Regions from separate parts of the Capra hircus genome. Here region 1 is linked to region 2. Evidence: chromatin contacts called from public Hi-C data. All regions are on one chromosome and are shown on one strand. The core of a region is the stretch at or near the end of the contact, and the rest is flanking DNA. Distances in the headings are between cores, read along the strand shown.

Region 1 (2,884 bases), core at 345-2,844, 97 kb after region 2:
CGTCCCTGGGATTCTCCAGGCAAGAACACTGGAGTGGGTTCCCATTGCCTTCTCCAATGCATGAAAGTGAAAAGTGAAAGTGAAGTCGCTCAGTCGTGTCCGACTCTTCGTGACCCCATGGACTGCAGCCTACCAGCCTCCTCCGTCCATGGGAGGTTCCAGGCAAGAGTACTGGAGTGGGGTGCTATTGCCTTCTCTGACCACCTAGTCACCAGTAATGTGCAGACGCAGTTGAATCCCAAAACAAACTGGATGAAGTCAGGGTGGGCAAAGCAGCTACTTTGGGAGGTTCTGGGAGGTGGCAAAAAGGGCCAGGCTTCAGGAGCAGAGGTCTGGGCAGTTGCTCTGCTCACCAAGCCTGTTTCCCCACCCCGCTTCGTAGGGGCTGTTTGATGGATGGAAGGAGCTAGCAGTTGAGAGTGCTCAGCGGGGGTAGTGGAGCCGGGTCAGGGAGTGAGGGCCCTGGTCCGAAGCTGGGCGCCTGCTGCCACCTGCTGCCTAACCAGGGAGTGGCTCCCGGCCCATCGTGGGCCCTGGGTCTGACCAGCAGGTGAGCAGGGTGGAGAGCAGGCTGGGGGCCCCCAGCCTGTCAGCCCCCTGCCCCCCAGGGGAGGCCAGGACCATGCTCAGAGATGTAGGTGAGTGCTGGGGGAGAGCAGAAGACCGCAACCCTGGAGGTGATCCCCTGTCCCCAAGTGTGCAGAAGCCAGGCCTCCCTCGGACCTCTCTGCCTGCTGCGATAGGCCGAGTGTGGCTGTGTCCCGCCGGGGAGAGGTCTGCGCATTCCTGCCCTTCCTGGGAGGCGACTCACCAGAGGGACTTGAGGGGCTTCTGAGGTGTCCAAGGTGGGGGGCCTTTGAGAAACCATGGGCCTTAAGGTTCACAGGGGCCGCCGCTGACCTTGGACCCCCTGAGAGAGATGATGGCAGAGCCAGCCCAGCGTTTAGACCCTACAGACCAGGACTGAGCGAGGGCCCGCTTGGCCACGTGGGCATGGAGTGACCAGGCCTCCCCCCAGGGCTGAGGTGACTCAGGTGAGCTGACAAGGGTCCAGCGTCTCAGGGGACACTCAGGGCCACAGGGCTAGTCTGTCCATCGGCAGGGAGGGCGCAGCACCAAGGCCCACATACTGTTCGTGACAACAGAAAGTCTCACTTCAACTCCGTTTAAAATTTGAAGGAAAAAGGAATACAATGATACTGACTATATATTACACGTAATATACGATATATGTCGTGACTGTGTATAATAATACGTACTATTCAACACATGGCATCCATAGCAATGAAACCACCTTGGAGTACATGCGTCTTTATGCCGCCAGGTCCTAAGACGTGTTCTGTAATCATGTTTAAGAAGGAAGCACCCCCCCCCCCACTGACCCCCACCCTCCCAGCCAGCCTGGGCCCTGCCTGCGAGTGGCCTCCGCCCCGAGAGGCTGAGCACCTCCTTCAGCTCCGTGGCCCGGCCCCCTCCCTACCCCTGGGCCCAGCCCTGCTCTCACCCGCCTCGGTCCCGGCTTCCCGGCCGGCCTTCCTGGAGGGCAGGCCTGGCTGGGCCCCGAGGGGCGGCCCCTGCCATCGCACTGAGCGTCCCCGACAGCGACACCGTGTGGCGGGAGAAGGCCATGGCGGCCGGCTGGGGCCCTCCACCGCGGCGGCCCTAGGCTGTGGAAGGGGCTGACCCCACCCGGGGCCAGAAGCCTGGGGTTCAAGGTCAGCCCAGGGGGGAGGGCCCGAGGAGAGCTTCCTATGGACGAATGACTGGGCAGCATTCACCACCCCACCCCTTGCCGCTCCCCCACGCCCTGGGCAGGGTGCCCCCCTGCATGGCCCTAGGTGACCCAGCTGGCAGTGTCCTGCCCCCCATCAGCGCCCCCTCCTCACGTCCACACCCGCAGCACCCCAGTGAGGGGCAGGGCTGCCTGCTATATCTGTCACCTGTCTCCAGGCACCGCCTGCGGGCCTGAGGCCACACTTAATGCAGGAAGGGAGGCAGTCCCTGTGCCTGGGAGGATGGAGACCCCACGATGGGGGCGGCCCCGGCAGAGGGGCCTCACATGGAGGACGCAGACGCCAGGCTGAGAGGGGAGGGCAGGGTCTGGCTCTTGCTGTAGGACCAGGGCCACCTGGAGAAACTTCACACCCATCCGTGTCATTTAGCAGAGATGGGTTTCTGCCGTGTTGTACCTTCCGGATCAGGCAGGGTCTGAGGGTCCAGGGTGGGCTTTCGGGGGGCTGCGGCCTAGGGGAGTCCCCGAGTCAGTTGGGTAAGGGGCTGAGCTCAGCTAGTCTCTCCAGAAGAGGAGGGGTCGGCACCAGCTACAGTTACATGTTAGAGCCTGGACACCTGGAGGTCTGAGATGGGCCAGGAGGAGAGGGCCTTCAGGCCTGGTCTGCTCAAGGGCCTCCAATCCCACCGCAGTCTCAGCGGTTCTTGAACCCAAGGCTGCCTTCTACCTGGCTTCCTGCTTGGTGGCCCAAGTTCATCTGCCCTGACAGCACCAATTGCCTCTGGCCTCAAGGCCCCAGGACCTCTTAGGTTGTGTGCTGCAAAGATAGCCCCAGCTCCTGCGCATCTCCATGGCGACCAGGTCTCCATGGCGACCAGGTCTCCATGGCAGGGGTCACTCTCCCAGGGAAGGGAGTGGAAGGCTCCAGCCACTGGTGTAAATACTCCCGAGTCAGCCCCCACTGGGGACACCACGTGCCGGGGCGATGTCTCTGGTCCTTAGGCAGGGGGCTGCAGTCCTGAGCCCATTTCATGGGTGTGGACACTGATGCTCACAGAAACTCAGTGACCGTGCCCAGGCCACACAGGGGGCCAGGACAGAGCTGGAGTCGCAACCAGGCCTGTGCACCCCAGGCGGGCCTGCAGCTGTCCT
Region 2 (2,700 bases), core at 88-2,587:
TGGACAGGGAGCCCTGGCGTGGTGCAGTCCATGGGGTCGCAGAGTCCGACACGACTGAGCGACTGAACTGACGGGTACCCCACCCTGCCGGGCTAGGGATTTGGACCGCCATGTGTGACTTCAGCCACCAGGGGGCAGCAGAGGGGAGCATATCTGTTCTGGGAGCCTGTGCTTTGTGCAGGGGGAGGCGGGAGGGGGACAAGGAGGCCCAGCTGGGTCACTCAGGGCCAACAGAGGAGGCTGGGCTCGGATCCTGGCCCTGCTGCTGACTCCCGCACCCGGCCCTCCTCTGCGCACGGGGCACCGCTCTGTGGCCGCTGGGTCTCTTCCAACACAGATATTCAAGCTGAAACTCAGAGACAGGCTGCCCCCGCATAGCTGCGAGGCTTGGTCCTGGGTCGTCAGGCCGGGGGGTGGACGAGCCTCCGGTCTGCAGATGGGAGCAGGGCTTGGCCGTCACACAGCCCATCGGAGGCGGAGACAGAGCCCCGGGCTGCAGACGCCGAGGCCTGCTCTCTTGCTCTGCACACCCCCAGCGTCCCCAAGCCGCCAAGCGCAGGGGTCCTGCCAGGCCTCCAGCTGGGCCCCGCTCAGCGGAGGTGACCTCCTCCAGCTCCCAGGACCCAGGGAGGACCCGAGGAGGCCTGTGAGCCCTGCCTCGCCAGCTCTCGTGGGGCGGCTTCAGATCTTAAAGTCCATTCCTCCCTGCGAGAGGCCCCGGGGGCTGCAGGGTCAGCCGGTTCCTGCGGCCTCCATAGGTGGGGAGGGGAGTCACCTCTGGGGACACTTCTGCGCTCAGTTGCCGCGTCTCTCCCACTCCCTGCGGGCAGTTTCCATTTTGCAGGGAAGGGGGCCTGGTTTCAAAAGAAGAGGCGCGAGAGGGACGAGGCTGGAGGGGCACAAGGGTGGGCCCCAGCCGGCCTCCTCACGGGCCGCTCGGCGCCAGCCCCGGAAGGCAGGCGGCCTCGAGCTCTCTGCCCCGTGGCTGGAAAGAACTCGTGCTCCAGGAACACGCAGCCTGGCGGGTCAGAGCCCGCATGCCGGCCAGGGCCCTCTCTCCCTCGTGGCCCAGTGAGCGTCCACTCCCGCCTAGCCAGCCGCAGCTCCCCACGGGCGCTGCAGCGGTCCCAGGCCCAGCTCTGGGCTCAGTGTGAGGCCCTGGGGCCGCGGCATCGAGGCCGGCAGAGGAACGAAGGCCCCGGGTCCCGGCCCCTGGGCGAGGCCACCAAGCACGCCGCCCCACATCCTCTCCCCGCGGGGCCCTTCGGGCGGCGGGGCCGGGAGGCCGTGGGCAGCCATCTTCCAGGCGAACTGGGGCCCGGCCAGCAGCATTTCCCGGCGGCCTCCTCCCTCGCTCCGAGCGGCATGACCTCATCGGGAAGCCATTCCGGAAAGGAGCTGCAGAGCCCCTGGGAGTGGGAGTGGAGAGGAGCTTTCCAAGGGCCCTCCTGGCAGCCTCCGGTGCCAGACCAGGGCGGGCGTCACGCCTCCGGGTGTCTGCCTGCTGGGCGACCGCTGGGAGGGCAGCTGGCTTTTGTCAGCTCTTCGGGGTGACCGGGCCAGGCGGGAGCAGGCAGGCAGCGGGGCACTGGCCCCGGGGCTGGCTGGCTACCTGGCGGGCGGAGGCAGGCTTTCAAGAGCCAGAAGCAAAGGGCTGGAAGGGAGGGGAAGCCGGGCCCAAGCTGGTGGCAGAGGCCTTGGTTTCCCCTCATCCAGCACCTCTCCCCCCGAGTTCTCGCCCTCCCCCGCCCGTGGCCCCAAGGAGCAGTGGACGTGAGTGAGCACGTGACCAGCCTCTCTGCTGCCTGCTGATCTAAACCAGAGGCCTGGCTGGCTGCAGCTGGCTCTGAATCGGCCTTTCTGGGCCATGTGGTCAGGGCTGAGAGGGGTGGGGAGCTGCGGGGGCAGCTGGGGTGCTGGGGGGAGAACTTCCCGCCCTGCCTGAGCTCAGTCCAGAAGGATGAGGCTGTGGGGCAGACCAGAGGAGCTCCCAACCCCTGGTCCCAGCTCTCTCACTCCACCTAGACTCCAGAGGAACCGCTCAGAGCCTCAGTTTTCTCATCTGTGAAATGGGGCTAACAGCACCCACCCACCTACCCCAGAGAATGCTTAGAAGGACTCTTAAAACCACATAAAGCAGAGAAGACAGGCAGACCGGCTTTTTGGGGATGCTGGTGGGCAAGCACCAGCATCAGCTTGTCCTGGGCCAGCTGCCAATCTTCATGCAGTCGGGGCCAGAATGGTTGGGGTTAGAGTCAGGGTTGTTTGGTGCACGGCCCCACTAAAACCTCCTTGCCCCAGGGTAAGTGAAACTCTGTCCTCCAGCCACACCCGACTGAGCATGTGCCCAAGCTTACCACACCTTCTTTCAAATTCTGTCTGGAGAACTCCTACTCATCCTGCAAAACTCCAGGTGAGATGCCCCCCCTCCTCTGAAATGTTTCACAGGGTTTCTCTGAGAACCAAAAAAGAACACACATGTGTGAGTGCACAGGCAAGGTAAGGAGTACCATGCCCAAGGCTGTCCCTGTTTTCCGTTAGAAAGGGGTCCTAACCAAGGGTGAAAGTGTGAGCAGAAAGTGCTACTCAGGAGAGGGGTTATCAGCATGGTTTTCTGGCTTAAGATTTAAGCCCAGCCTTGGCTGACGGCAGCTTCCCTGACAGCTCAGTTAATAAAGAACCCACCTGCAATGAAGGAGA

The links. Hi-C and Micro-C count contacts between places; a contact is called where the count stands out from the background.
Region 1: a Hi-C map of blood shows a contact between it and region 2, with 4 times the contacts expected there. The contact joins two enhancer-like sites. A contact is called at or near these places in 2 of 5 Hi-C or Micro-C datasets (both in blood).

Annotation. Positions count from the first base shown.
Region 1 is chr5:115,356,062-115,358,945 of ARS1.2, forward strand. No RefSeq gene overlaps it. Among named protein-coding and RNA genes, the nearest start is that of MIRLET7B, 3.6 kb to the left of the region's middle. Within about 2 kb of position 1,595, at least 4 of the 5 cell types and tissues checked have an H3K27ac peak or open chromatin away from gene starts, as enhancers often do.
Region 2 is chr5:115,259,009-115,261,708 of ARS1.2, forward strand. No RefSeq gene overlaps it. Among named protein-coding and RNA genes, the nearest start is that of WNT7B, 24 kb to the left of the region's middle. Within about 2 kb of position 1,338, at least 5 of the 5 cell types and tissues checked have an H3K27ac peak or open chromatin away from gene starts, as enhancers often do.